Linked DNA regions of Sus scrofa: region 2 is linked to region 1. Evidence: chromatin contacts called from public Hi-C data. All regions are on one chromosome and are shown on one strand. The core of a region is the stretch at or near the end of the contact, and the rest is flanking DNA. Distances in the headings are between cores, read along the strand shown. Region 1 has its middle 69 kb from the start of SYK. Region 2 has its middle 78 kb from the start of NFIL3.

What was found. Hi-C and Micro-C count contacts between places; a contact is called where the count stands out from the background.
Region 2: a Hi-C map of embryonic fibroblasts shows a contact between it and region 1, with 4 times the contacts expected there. The contact joins two enhancer-like sites. A contact is called at or near these places in 1 of 47 Hi-C or Micro-C datasets (embryonic fibroblasts) and 1 of 2 datasets of contacts at active chromatin or transcription factors (alveolar macrophages).

What each region holds. Positions count from the first base shown.
Region 1 is chr14:2,169,198-2,175,306 of Sscrofa11.1, reverse strand. No RefSeq gene overlaps it. Among named protein-coding and RNA genes, the nearest start is that of SYK, 69 kb to the right of the region's middle. Within about 2 kb of position 2,381, at least 7 of the 83 cell types and tissues checked have an H3K27ac peak or open chromatin away from gene starts, as enhancers often do. A contact at or near this core is called in embryonic fibroblasts, where this site is marked.
Region 2 is chr14:2,678,346-2,685,188 of Sscrofa11.1, reverse strand. No RefSeq gene overlaps it. Among named protein-coding and RNA genes, the nearest start is that of NFIL3, 78 kb to the right of the region's middle. Within about 2 kb of position 3,333, at least 15 of the 83 cell types and tissues checked have an H3K27ac peak or open chromatin away from gene starts, as enhancers often do. A contact at or near this core is called in embryonic fibroblasts, where this site is marked.

The DNA.
Region 1 (6,109 bases), core at 1,132-3,631:
ACACACCGGGTCACGTGAACAGGTTTCTGTGCTGCAGGAGTGCTGCGCATCTCATTTTATTTTTCAGTTTGGGCTTTTAACTTTTTTCTTTTCTACTGCAGTTGGTCACAAGACATTGGATATAGTTCACCTTTGTGGCTTCTCGACTTGATACGGAGTCCTATGGATCTGTTAACCCCAAACTCCTCATTACTCTCTCTCCTCCTCCCGTATCCCCCTTTGGTAACCATCAGTTGGCTTTTTATGCCTGCGAGGGTGTTTCTGTTTTGAGAATAAGTTCATTTGTGTCATATTTTAGCTTTCACATCTAAGTGAGACTGCATGGTGTTCGCCATTCTCTTGCTGATTTACCTCATTTACTATGATCCTTATATGATTTCGGACCACCAAGAGGGGACGGCAATCAACACAGATTTCCCTAAGAATTCAGCCACAGACTCTTCTGCAGAGCAGAACACAGGAGGCGGGGGTCATTGCCTTAAAATGCCTTGGAGCCATCCACGTGCCAAAGATCGTTGCAGAAAAAGATTTCCTCCTGTAGCGCTCCTGTTTGTATGGTCAAGGACTTGCCTTAGAGGGTAAAGGGCTGAGTCAAGTGCTAAGGGGATGAAAGGGATGAGGGAACACATCTTATTTCATCATCCTCTCTGTGGTTGCAAAGAGAACACATACAGTAAAATCTCCGAATCCAGCCATGTAAAAACAGGAACAGGTGTTCTCGTCATGGTTCAGCAGGTTAAGAACCTGACTAGTATCCATGAGGATGTGGGTTCGATCCCTGGCCTCGCTCAGTGGGTTAAAATCCTGCATTGCTGTGAGTTATGGTGTAGGTTGCAGATGCAGCTCAGATCTGGCATGGCTGTGGCTGTGGCATACGCTGGCAGCTGTAGCTCTGATTCGAACCCTAGCCAGGGAACTTCCATATGCCTTGGGTGCAGCCCTAAAAACAAAACCAAAAGACGACAAAATAGGAACAAGTGCATATTGACCACCTGCTCTGTGAATGGCAGCTCTGCTCATGTGGGAGCAGGTCAGGCTGTATTTGTGTGGCAGCAGCAGGCTCTGTGCTGGGCCTGTGGTCTGGTGACTCCCCCTGGACCATCCAAAGAGGCCAGGCCCATGCTTGGCCCTGTGTTATAGCCATGCCCCCGACCCTGGCACAGGGCACCCCCATTAGGGTCCACGTGGATTGACAGCCCTTCGGCCCTCCAACCTGGGAATCCCGGGCAAAAGCACAGTGGCAGTTGCCCTTACGCTTTGGAACCCAGTCCTGGAGTTGTCCCCCAGGTGCTGGACTCATCACGCAGGGCTAGGCTCCTTAGATGCCTGGGAAGTAAAGTGTGAGGAGCCTCCACCCTCTGTGGTAAAAGCTTGCCTCTCCTTCTCCAAGCCCTTCCACAGCCTGTGCCTAAGTTCCAAGTCTAACCTCACCCTCTCATGCTGCAGAAACACGGGATAAAATGTGATGCCCTGGTCAGAATATAAAAGCTTACTTCCCGAGCCAAATCTCCCCAGGTGTGGACTGGAACTTTCCTGGAGGCGCTGTGGTGAGAGGGTTAGGACTCAACTCCTGAGCATAGTCGCTGGAAACACTTTGTAGCAGTCAGCCCTAGTGCAGGGGGAACTGGTGGACAAAGCACATTCATTCGGGGTCAAAATCCACACCCTCTGTGTAGTGTTACCTGTGGGTCAGTTGTCACTTAACTAGAAGGAGGTGAGAAAAGATGCAGAAATGCATCTCTTTTTCCCAGCCTAGAAGTGTCACCGGTCACTTGACATTTTTCCAGTATCTGGGGGCATGTTGATGAGGTGGCTCTTCTTTGGCTTTGCTCTGTGTCCGGGAATCCAGACATGACAGCTCAGCCCTGCAGTGGAATTTCCTCTGCTTCCTGAGGCTCGATGACCCAGGAGGAATGGAGCAGAGAGGGCTCCGAGCAAGTGGTTATGAGATCCATGGCTCAGTCCACACCTATTTTGAGGACCTAGTTGCTTCCCCTGTAAAACAGGGTGGATTAAATCAGAGATACTCTGTGCTACCTCCTTAGAACCAAACCATGTTGACTCTGTAGTAAATTCATAGATTCCAGTCGTTCTCTTAATCAAAAGCCTGGACCTCGGAGTTCCTGTGTGGCTCAGAGGGTTAAGGATCCAGCATTGTCACGGCTGTGGCTCCGGTTCTATCCCTGGATCTGGAAATCCCGCATGACGCAGGCACGGCCAAAAAAAGAAAGAAAGAAAGAAAGAAAAGCCTGGACTATTTGAGCCCAAATTAAGCAGCTTGAGTATTTTTGTTGTCTGGGTGGCCTTCTCCAGGAATATGTGATGTGCCTTTCATTTCCCAAGGACTGTTGGCTGGAAATGAACAAGCCTGGATGAGGGGCACTTCCAGCTCAAACATGCAGCATCCAGATCAATGAGCCCACCTCAAGGTCAAGCCAGTGGGCACGAGCCCACGGCAGGCAGATCTTTTAACAGGAGGACAGAGAGAAACATTTAAATTCCTCTCAGCTGGCCAATACCTAATGGCAAAGATCAGAAATTGCTTCCCTGAATCGAGTAGCCAGCTGCCAACTACTTACTTCGAAAATAAATCACTTGCTACATCTTTTTACACACGCCGAAATGTGATTTCCAATACTGCATCCAGTTGGCGACTTTCAGGCTTTTGTGAAAATAAGCAGAACCTCAGTCACTGTCAGCAGGACTGGTGAGCTCATGCCCAGGTGTTAGGCTGCCACCTAGTGGACACTTGGGAAATGGCCGCACACAGCGCCTGTCCAGAGGCAAAGGGCACCCTAAGCATCAGCCTTGTCCGTGGGAGGGGCCCCGGGGACCCGCTGCCTTCCTGCCACAGTCAGGGTCAGGCCACCTAAACTAGAGACTTGACACAATGGTCATCCCTCTTGTCTCTCCCGTCTTTTTCTTCCCTCTTACCTCTTAAGAGAGGCATGATAGAAGATAAGATGTATATATGCATATATGTACATGTGTATATATATGTACTTTTTTTCTCATCACACACATATATATATGACTGGGTGACTTTGCTGTACAGCAGAAATTGGCACAACATTGGAAATCAACTATATTTTAATTTTTTAAAAAAAGAGGTTTAACCCAATAAAATAAACCCCCTCTGAGTCAGGTGGCAAGGTTTTTACTTGGAAAGAACTCTAAAAAATTACCCTGGGCATGGACCTGGCACGGGTAGCCTCAATCCAGCGGGTCAGGTTTACACCGTTAGATTCCTGAGAGCAGGCCCCTCCGCCTGAGGGTTTCAGCAATAACACTCACCTGGGGACTGTGATTCTGCCCTTCACCCACCCCACCCTGTCCCCAGTTCATTAGGTCATTATAACAGTGTGCCCAGGGCCCAGCACAACCTGACCGAGTTGTCACTTGCTGGCTTCAGAAGGAATCACCCATCTGCCAGGGGAGGGGGTACCCTCCCGAACATGACACTGCACAGAGCTGCCATCCCACACACCCAGGTGGACCTAGAGCTGGTGCCCATGGGCCTTGTGGACATGGTCCTCAACCAGGACAGCCGTTGGTGCCCGTGAGCCTTGTCACACAGCTTGAGATACAGGCTGACAACCTTGTAGGCCCAAAGGATGGGGGCTCTGCGCAGCAGGAACCCAGGCTCTTCTCCTGGCTCAGGCCTCGGGAAGTGGCATAGTGCCAGAGTGAGCAGAAGTGGACAGGCAAGGCGACATGCAGTGGAGTCCTGGGGACAATCGGACATCAGCTACCAGTATCTAAGCTGCATGTGCCCTCTGACCCCATACCAGTCCACACTCCCTGCAGCACAGTTATGCAGGTATGAATCGTGTGTGCACTGGGTTCTTTGGAGGACCTCGAGGCAGGCAGTCCTTCAGGAAGCCAACTCTGATGGAGTGTGGGGGCCGGTGTTTGTCAGCAAGGGCTGCAGAGTTCACATCCATCAGGAATGGCCAGAGGAAGGGGCATGGCAGTTTTCGGGGCTCGCATGGCCCAGCAGAGCTGTCCCAGGTGGGCCAGACTCACACAAACCTGGACAGCCCATCTGGATGGACACCCATCCCGAGCCGCCCTCATGAAGCTGCCAGGCCCTTAAACTTCCCACTGGACGAATTCTGGCCCCTGGGGAACCCGAGCTATGACTTCAGGCCCTGGGAGCCCCTCTGATGACAGTGCATGAGCCTGTGGTCTCCCTTCTGTAACTTCCAAGTATATTCACATGATCTACTCTTTCAAAAGATCCTGGACTAGACAAGATTCAGACCCCATAGAACTCGAGGTGCTTCTGTACCCCCAGCACCCTGAACATCCAAGGAACATCTTTCTTCTGAAGGCTGCACATCAGACTCACCCAGGGGCTTTCAATGTTGTCATTACTCAGGCAGCAGCCCAGACCCAAAGAGACCTTGGGTGTTGTCTTTTGCTGGTCATCCTGAAAGTCACCTAGGGACACAGGGTCATGGCATTTGAGGCTGAGATCTCCCAGATTCTTCTGAAGGAAGCCCGGACCTCACAGGTTCCTCTGAGTCATCCTGGGCTGACAACAGCTTCTGACGCCTTCTCAGGCCTTCCCTTGGCCTATTTATCAGACTCTGCAGACCGAGAGGAAGCAAAGGAGGCATTTCAGTTCCATGTCATTCCCCAATTTGCTGAGTCCACACAGACAGGCTGGTCATGACATTGACCTCTCCATGTTCAAGATTTCCCTGTTCTTCCATGAAAAACTTGGAATCCGAATCACAGAAAAATGATGAGATTTAATAGTCAAAACCACCAAGTCAGATTCCTATCAACCAAGACAATTCAAGACCTTCCGTCTTCACTGAGCCATTTGGGGACTGCTGGTGCTCCCCAGAGAACTGTCCTGGCAACATTCAACGACCCATCTGAGAAAACATCAGTCAACGCCACAAGCCTCCAGTGGAGAAACCCAACCTCCTGGAACCCAGATGCAGCTCTGATCCTTAATTTCTTGTTCTAGGACCCCACATGGTTTTGAGTCCCCTAGGTCAGGAGCACCAGTGATGGGTCACACAATGGGGACAGGTTGCACTTTTAAAGACTGTCCATGCCCAGGCACCCTCAGTCCTTATTCCAAATCAAAGCAATCGTGCTCTGGGAAGGGAGCCTGGGCTTCAGTCTGTTTAAGGTTCCTGCTGACTCTACTGTGCAGTCAGGCCAGGGAGCCAGGGGTATAAGACAGAGACGTCTGGGTTGGCCTCTTGGCTGATGCTCCTTTCTGAGCCATGGCCTTTCCGTTTGTAAAATAGGAGTTAATCATCATAGCCATCTCAAAAGGTCATTGTTTTCAGACTTAAGATAGAAAATATCCCTGAAGAGGGAGTTCTCTCTCTCTCTCTCTTTTTTTTTTTTTTTTTTTTTTTTGTCTTTTTGTCATTTCCTGCGGCATATGGAGGTTCCCAGACTAGGGGTCTAATCGGAGCTGTAGCCACCAGCCTACACCAGAGCCACAGCAACGCGGGATCCGAGCTGCATCTGCGACCTACACCACAGCTCACGGCAATGCCGGATCCTTAACCCACTGAGCAAGGGCAGGGATCGAACCCGCAACCTCATGGTTCCTGGTCAGATTCGTTAACCACTGCGCCACAACGGGAACTCCAGGAGTTCTCTTAACAGTGGGTTAAGGACCCAACATAGCGTCCGTGAGGGTTTGATTCCTGGCCCCCCTCAGTGGGTTAAGGATCCAGTGTTGTTATGAGCTGTGGTGTAGGTCACAGATGTAGCTGGGATCCTGCGTTGCTGTGGCTGCAGCTGCAGCTCTGATTTGATGCCTAGCCTGGGAACTACCATATGCTGCGGGTACGGCCCTAAAAAAGAAAAGTTCAGGTTCCACTGAGGAAGTGCCTGCAGATGTAGAAATATGCCACCTGTTCCTTGTGGACCTACCTCTTGCCAGACTTGGGGCTTCCCAGCACCGGCCCCACCCTCTCACTCCAGAGGGGCCAGAACAGGGGCCAATCTCCACGAGGTGTAGGAAAAGCAGACCTTCCCTTGTTCACCGAAATGCTTGGCTCTTACAGAGATGGCAGGGACAGTGCATCAGGCCCAAGGTCCATGCCAATGAGTGGGGAAGCCGGTTCTGCAC
Region 2 (6,843 bases), core at 2,084-4,583, 510 kb before region 1:
GGAGCTGTGGCTGCCAGCCTCGGCTACAGCCACAGCAACTTGGCGTCTGAGCTGTGTCTGTGACCTACACCACAGCTCACAGCAAAGCCGGATCCTTAAGCCACTGAGCAAGGCCAGGGACCAGACCCGCATGGTTCATGACCACCGAGCCACGATGGAAACTCCCCCACCAAATGCTTGTTGATTACAAAGGAGAAAACAGTAGCTTCAGAGCAGGGAGGCCTGGCCCACCCCACCTTCACTGGGCGATCAAAGTCAACTGCAGCAATAGTGGGACAGACTGACTTCAGGCGCCTCTGATCTGATGAGCTGAGACCAGCTCAGCATTTTACGTCTGTGGTATTCCCACCAAAAACTCCTAACCTCAATCTGTCACGAACACCCCACTGAGCACATCAGAATGTTAACCCAACGTGAGGAAAGAGAAGCATGGGCTCTTTACAGATGAGAGACGTTCCCAGGGGACCCCATTTACAGCCTGGCGCTTCCGAACCTTCCCTGGCTCTGCCTGACTGCCTAAGGCTCTTCCTCTAAACTCAAGAGGAACTTGCCAGCCCACTTATTTCCCAACAATCCTCAGCTTTAGCCCTTTGTTTCACATCCTCCTTTTCCCGCAGAGGCTCGAAAACCATCAAAGGCTTTGAGTTTAGCGTCAAAGCTGCCTCATGGTCAGCGTCATCCTTGACCCCTAACTCAGCTTCCTCCGTGGATCCTCAGGCCTGGGTGCTGTGGCCCTCGTGTTCAACCCTCCTGTGTCCCCTCCCCAGCTTAACGTGGGCTCTGTGTATGGGCCTTGGGTCAGGACAGCAGCCTCATCCCATGGTTGAGTGACAACACCTCACTTTCTCCGTTTTCTCATCTGCTCAATGGGTGCACTGGTAGAGCTGCCGAGAATATAGGACAGAAGAATATTTATAAAATGCTCCTTGTGGAGTTCAGCATATAGAAAACTTGCAGTCAGTATTAGCGTTAATCATTATTACCGTAGTGGGCGTTTAAGCATGCATACTCTGGATCCAAACGGCCTGGTGCATCCTAGCTTGATGTCCATGTCCCGGGCAAATGATGTAGCCTCTGTTCAGAAATGGCTACAGGGATGAAATGAACAGTGCCCATCACCTTGTATAAGTTACGCAAATTTTGGCTGTTCTTTTTCTTCTTATTTTCTCTTTTCCTTTTTGAAAATCTTGTATCTGGGAGTTCCTATTGTGGCTCAGTAGGTTAAGGACCTGACATTGTCTTTGTGAGGATGCAGGTTCCACCCCTGGCCTTGGTCAGTGGGTTAAAGGACCCAGCGTTGGAGTTCCCATTGTGGCTCAGTGGGTTACAAACCTGACTAGTAGCCATGAGGATGAGGGTTCAATCCCTGGCCTTGCTCAGTGAGTTAGGGATCCAGCGTTGCCGAAAGCTGTGGTGTAGGTCACTGGTGAGGCTCGGATCCGAGGTTGCTGTTGCTGTAGTTGAGGCACAGGCCTCAGATGCAGCTCCGATTTAACCCTTAGCCTGGAAACTTCTGTATGCTGAGGGTATGGCCCCATGAAGACAAAAAAACAAAACAAAACAAAACAAAACAACGAAAAAACAAAAGACTCAAGAGTTTCCAAAAGCTACAGCACTGATTTGTTCTCTACCCTGGGAAAGTCCATGTGTTGCAGGTGCTGCCTAAGGGAAAATAAAAGCTTATATTTGGATAAGACTTCTGAGTTTGACATGAACTCTCTTATTTTGATGCTAATCCTCACTAGAGTAAGAAAGGAAATTTATCATTATCTCCATTTTATGGACAAGAGGACTGAAGTTAGGGAAATTAAACTAGCTCAGCAAAAACACACACCTGCAAATAGCAAAGCAGGACATTGATCCCAGGTCTTGGACACAAGCATGCTATTCTTTACAGCATTCATTTTCCCAAAAACTATTGATGAAACAGTATGTGCCAAGTGCTGTGCCAAGCACTGAGGATGCAAAGCCTCTGAGTTAGAGGAAGTGCATGAGAAAAAGAGACGGGTCCTGTGTTACAGGGTCCAGTGCAGCACCCTTACTGATACTGCTATTCCTCTAACTCAGCTGAGGTTTCAGGGAAGGGGATGCTTAAGACAAGGACTAGAGGGATTTGGAAGAAGTCAGACAGAGTAGCTAAAAGATGAAGGAAGTCCAAGAAAAATAATAAGCATGATGGCAGGGAGGATAGAACAGCTTGCAGCATTTGGAGAAACAACAAGGAACACAGAGTGGCCAGAACTCAGACCCTGGAGGGGGCTGGAGAGGCAGTAACAGGAAGAGCAGTCCGGGTGGGCTTCCCTGAGATGCTGGGAGTCACACCTTTGCAGCTCGAAGTGGGCAGGGAAAAGGCTTTGCGCTGTGCATGCAAAGCACCATGGGGAGGAGTTTGGGGTTTTTGTTTTTTGTTTTTCTGGGTTTTTTTTTTTTTTTTTTTTTTTTTTTTTTTTTTTTTTGTCTTTTGAAACCTGCACCCGCAGCATATGGAGGTTCCCAGGCTAGGGGTCCAATCGGAGCTGTAGCCACCCGCCTCCACCACCACCACAGCCACTCGAGATCCGAGCCACGTCTGCTCACAGCAATACCGGATCCTGAACCCACTGAGCAAGGCCAGGGATCGAATCCACATCCTCATGGATACTAGTTGGGCTTGTTAACCGTTGAGCCACAAAGGGAACTCTGGTGTTTGGGGTTTTTAGACTTTCCCCCTGGATGCTCAGATAGTCCTTTTAGCACTCAGAGTTAAATGCTTCTCCCAAGCATATCATCCTCTGTGTAATTACTGCCTTTCTCCTCCATCCTCAGGTCGGATCCCTTGTTCAGCTTCTGTGGTGATGGTTGGGGCACTGCGAGTCCCGCTATAATGGGCAGACTGGCGACCTCACATGTCCACCCCTGGGCCCTGTGCTAAGGGGACAGCGTGGCGACAAACGGGGTGGTCCTCAGGGGTTCTGGCTGGTGACCTGTAGCCCAGGGCAGAGCCAAGCCCTCGTAAAGTGCCCGAGGGAGACCCCTGTGGCGATGCCCTGGAAGCAGCTGGATGTTTGCATCTGGAACTTAGAAGAGAGGCCAGGGCTGGGGGTGGAGGGCAGTTTTGTCACACGGTGTTTTGGAAAGAGAAATGGGTCTCTCCAAGTCCCTCTACTGCGACCTGTCGTTTCCAACCCCTGCCCTTTCCATACCAAAGTCTTCCCCACCCATCCTGCCCCAATCATAGAGAAAGAGAGACAAAGGAGTTAATGAGATGCCTTGTATTGGATGCAGGTTTTAGGGAGGCATGATATTCTGACAGTTGAGCTTGATGGCTATATTTCCATCCCAGCCTTATTTCTTGGTGGGTTATGCAATACTTTCCCCTTAAGGTTCCACATTAGCTAACTGGCCATTTTAGCACAGCCCTGTAAGAATATAAACATTTAGAGAATTTTTTGCAATGACAAGAAGAGATAATATGTGTGAAGCCAGTGAGCTAGTTATGTTTAGGAAAATCACCATGGGATTTCAGATGATGCATTGATGTAATGCGATTGGTGGTTTATGAAAATTCTTTTAGACTAACCTCGGCCATATAAGCACAACCACATTCCTTGCTAGTGAATAGCAGGCCGGGCCCAGTGGAATCATTTTTTAAAAATTCCATTATTAACCTTCCACTTTCTACCTCTCAAGGGAAGAGGGGGCTGGGACGGGAGGGAAGAGAACTTCACAGTGAAATTTTCTGTGGGAGCTGTTTGAGGCTACAAGTAGTAAGAGGGAAAATCCAGAAATAGTTTCGGAAATTAGTCATCTGTCTTCAAACTGGGTTCGGTTACAGTGTTGTGTTCCACAGAACTTCTTTATAGAGCTTTTTAAATAGTGGAAATCTGGAAAGATTAATAATCACTTGTAGAAGGGCCAAAAGGTCCGGTTTCATGTCCAAAAGCAAGAGGGAAAAAAGCTCCCATTTGCTAATACTGTCAAAATAATTCCCATGATAGAAAATTATGTTCTGGGAACTGAGAAAACATCTTGAATTTCTCTACATTTACTAGGGTTTTTTTTTTTTTTTTCTGATGCAAAAAGCCAGTAATTAGGTTATACTAGATGATGCTTAGCATTGCTTATTTAAATGTATCATCTATTAAAAGCATTTTCCAGCACACACAAACACAAACATTATGAAGTTATCCATTAATGTCTATCCAATTACTTTAAAGTGTACTAAAATGAATTAAAATGGGAAAAAAGTAGTATCCAAATATTTCTATTCCTATTACTCTGCCAACTTACTATCATGATTATTTTAAGACAGTTCTTTTTCTCTTTGATGCTCTATTAAAATGTAGCACTTAGAGGATTTCCCGTCATGGTTCAGTGGAAACAAATCCAACTAGTATCCACGATGGACTTGGGTTTGATCCCTGGCCTCGCTCAGTGGGCTAAGGATCTGACGTTGCTGTCGTTTGTGGTGTAGGTCATAGATGCAGCTCATTAGCTCTGATTTGATCCCTAGCCTGAGAACCTCCATATGCCCCGGGTGTGGCCCTAAAAAGAAGAAGAAGAAGAAGAAGAAGAAGAAGAAGAAAAAAACCAAGAAAAGAAAAAAGAAGTGAGAAGGAAAATAAAAGCAAAGTAACCTATGGAATCATAACAAATCAGCACTGTCAGCCCTAGAGAAATCTCCTGCTTAATTTAAGGCTACATCAAACTTTCCTGCAAACCTCCTTCCCTTCTGATGTTGTAATCTTCAGGTGTATGACATATTGATGAAAAGTTTTTTTCATCTAAGGAAACAGGTTCAGAGAGCATCGTGCAGTTAGTTTGAAGGCGCTTCTAAGAATTTAAAGGGTAGACTCTCCCAACAATATACCAGGGGGAGCTACTATGGTACAGGCAGGTAGACACACAGGTTGCTGAACCACATCTGTGTCAGCTGGGTGCTCCTAGTTGCAAGTTACAGAATACTCTAAAGGGTTTAGGCCAGTAGAAGCTGCTTATTAAGTCATCAGGTTAAAATGCAGAAATGGACCAGCAGGTCTTAGCGGACCCCTGATCCTGAATCTCCAGCCAGCTCCAGGTAGTGTTGTTACTGCCGGCCTATGGGCCACACTTTGAGCAGCAACCTTTAAAAAACAGGACATAACTGTCTGGTACACCAAGAAGTCTGGAGACATTCCCAGGTTGGTGCAGCAGCTCGAGATTTCAACAAGAACCAGACTCACCCCATCTCCCCTCCTGCCATCCTCTGTGGGGGCTTCTCTGTTCCTGGTGGTAACTTCCCCATACCTCAATACTACAGATTTCTCCATCATCCCCCTGCCTTTTTGTCTTTTTAGGGCCATACCCATGGCAAATGGAAGTTCCAAGACTAGGGGTTGAATTGGAGCTGCAGCTGCCACCTACGCCACAGCCACAGCAACATGGGATCCGAGCAACATCTGCAACCTACACTGCAGCTCAAGGCAACACTGGATCCTTAACACACTGAGAAGGACCAGGATGGAACCCATGTCTTCATGCATGCGAGTCAGGTTCTTTACCACTGAGCTGCGAAGGGAACTCCCCATCATTTCCCCTTTTGGTTGCAAATCTTTCAATAGAAAATACTCATGATCAAAGTATTTGTCCCTTGATACTGGGATGCTGGCTTCTACCCTAGATTCAGAAGATGTCCTGTGATGCTAGGCCATTTTTATATTCACCTAGTCATTCACATAGGGGGGAAAACTAATCAGATCTCATGAGTAGGCTCAGAGTTATATGGATAGAGAAATACTGTATAGGCCATACATTTTATCACTTATACTCAATTGTCTCACTAGCATTGTCCATGTGCTTTTAGCTGTGGACCGAAAACAAGCAGTGATGCGTCATGAGTATTTACTCCGTGGTAATTCTACCAGATGGTCTTCTTTTCCTTCTGAACATCAGGGCAAAAGTGTGGCTAACACAATAATTTTCATAAGTGCAGACTTCAATGAACAGAACTAGAATTTCACGTCTGTTGAAGCATAAACTTTTTCTCTAAAATTGCCTTCAACTCCACTGAACCCAGCCAAACCAAGGCTAATTTGTTTCCAAAATAAGTCTGCTCCATGGACCACATAGGCTCCTCCACATTCACTCAGGTGTCATTCCTCAGATGGAGTCTCACACTAAATTCCCAAAAGGCTCCCAAGAAATCCATGCCAACAGCCTGCCAGCCAATTCTGCGTTGGTGGATTTCGCTTTTCTAAAAGCCCCTCAAATATCAAGATTCCTGCACACGCCAGGAGATAATCTTTCCCATTCACCTGATAAAACTGCTCAGAACTCAAGGGTCTCCAGTTTCTGGAGGAACGAGGCAGAGAGAGAAGAAGAATATTTCAGTTCTGACCAGAAGGGTAATTTCTCAAATTGCTCTAAGTCATAAGCAGCTTGAGAGGAAGAACGTGCCTGTATCTGGAAAGCACAGATCAAACCCAGTAACATTCCAGACAAAATAAAACATAAGCATTATAACCATATTCACCAGTTCACTCAGTAATGAATCCTTTTGTTAATTTTCATGAAATTGTTAAGAAACCATTGAACAAAACTTCCCACCTTGACCAGAAAAGATAATAGCTGCTCACATGAATCATCTCACAACAGGAGGCCTAATAAGGTCTTTCCCAAAAAAACTGTCAGACTGGAGTTCCTGTTGTGGCTCAGAGGAAACAAATCCAACTAGCATCCATGAGGATGTAGGTTCGCTCCCCGGTCTCGGTCAGTGGGTCGAGGAGCTGGCATTGCTGTGAGCTGTGGTGTAGCTTTCAGGTGCAGCTCACATCTTGTGTTGCTGCAGCAGTGGTGTAGGCCAGCAGCTGTAGCTCTGATTCTACC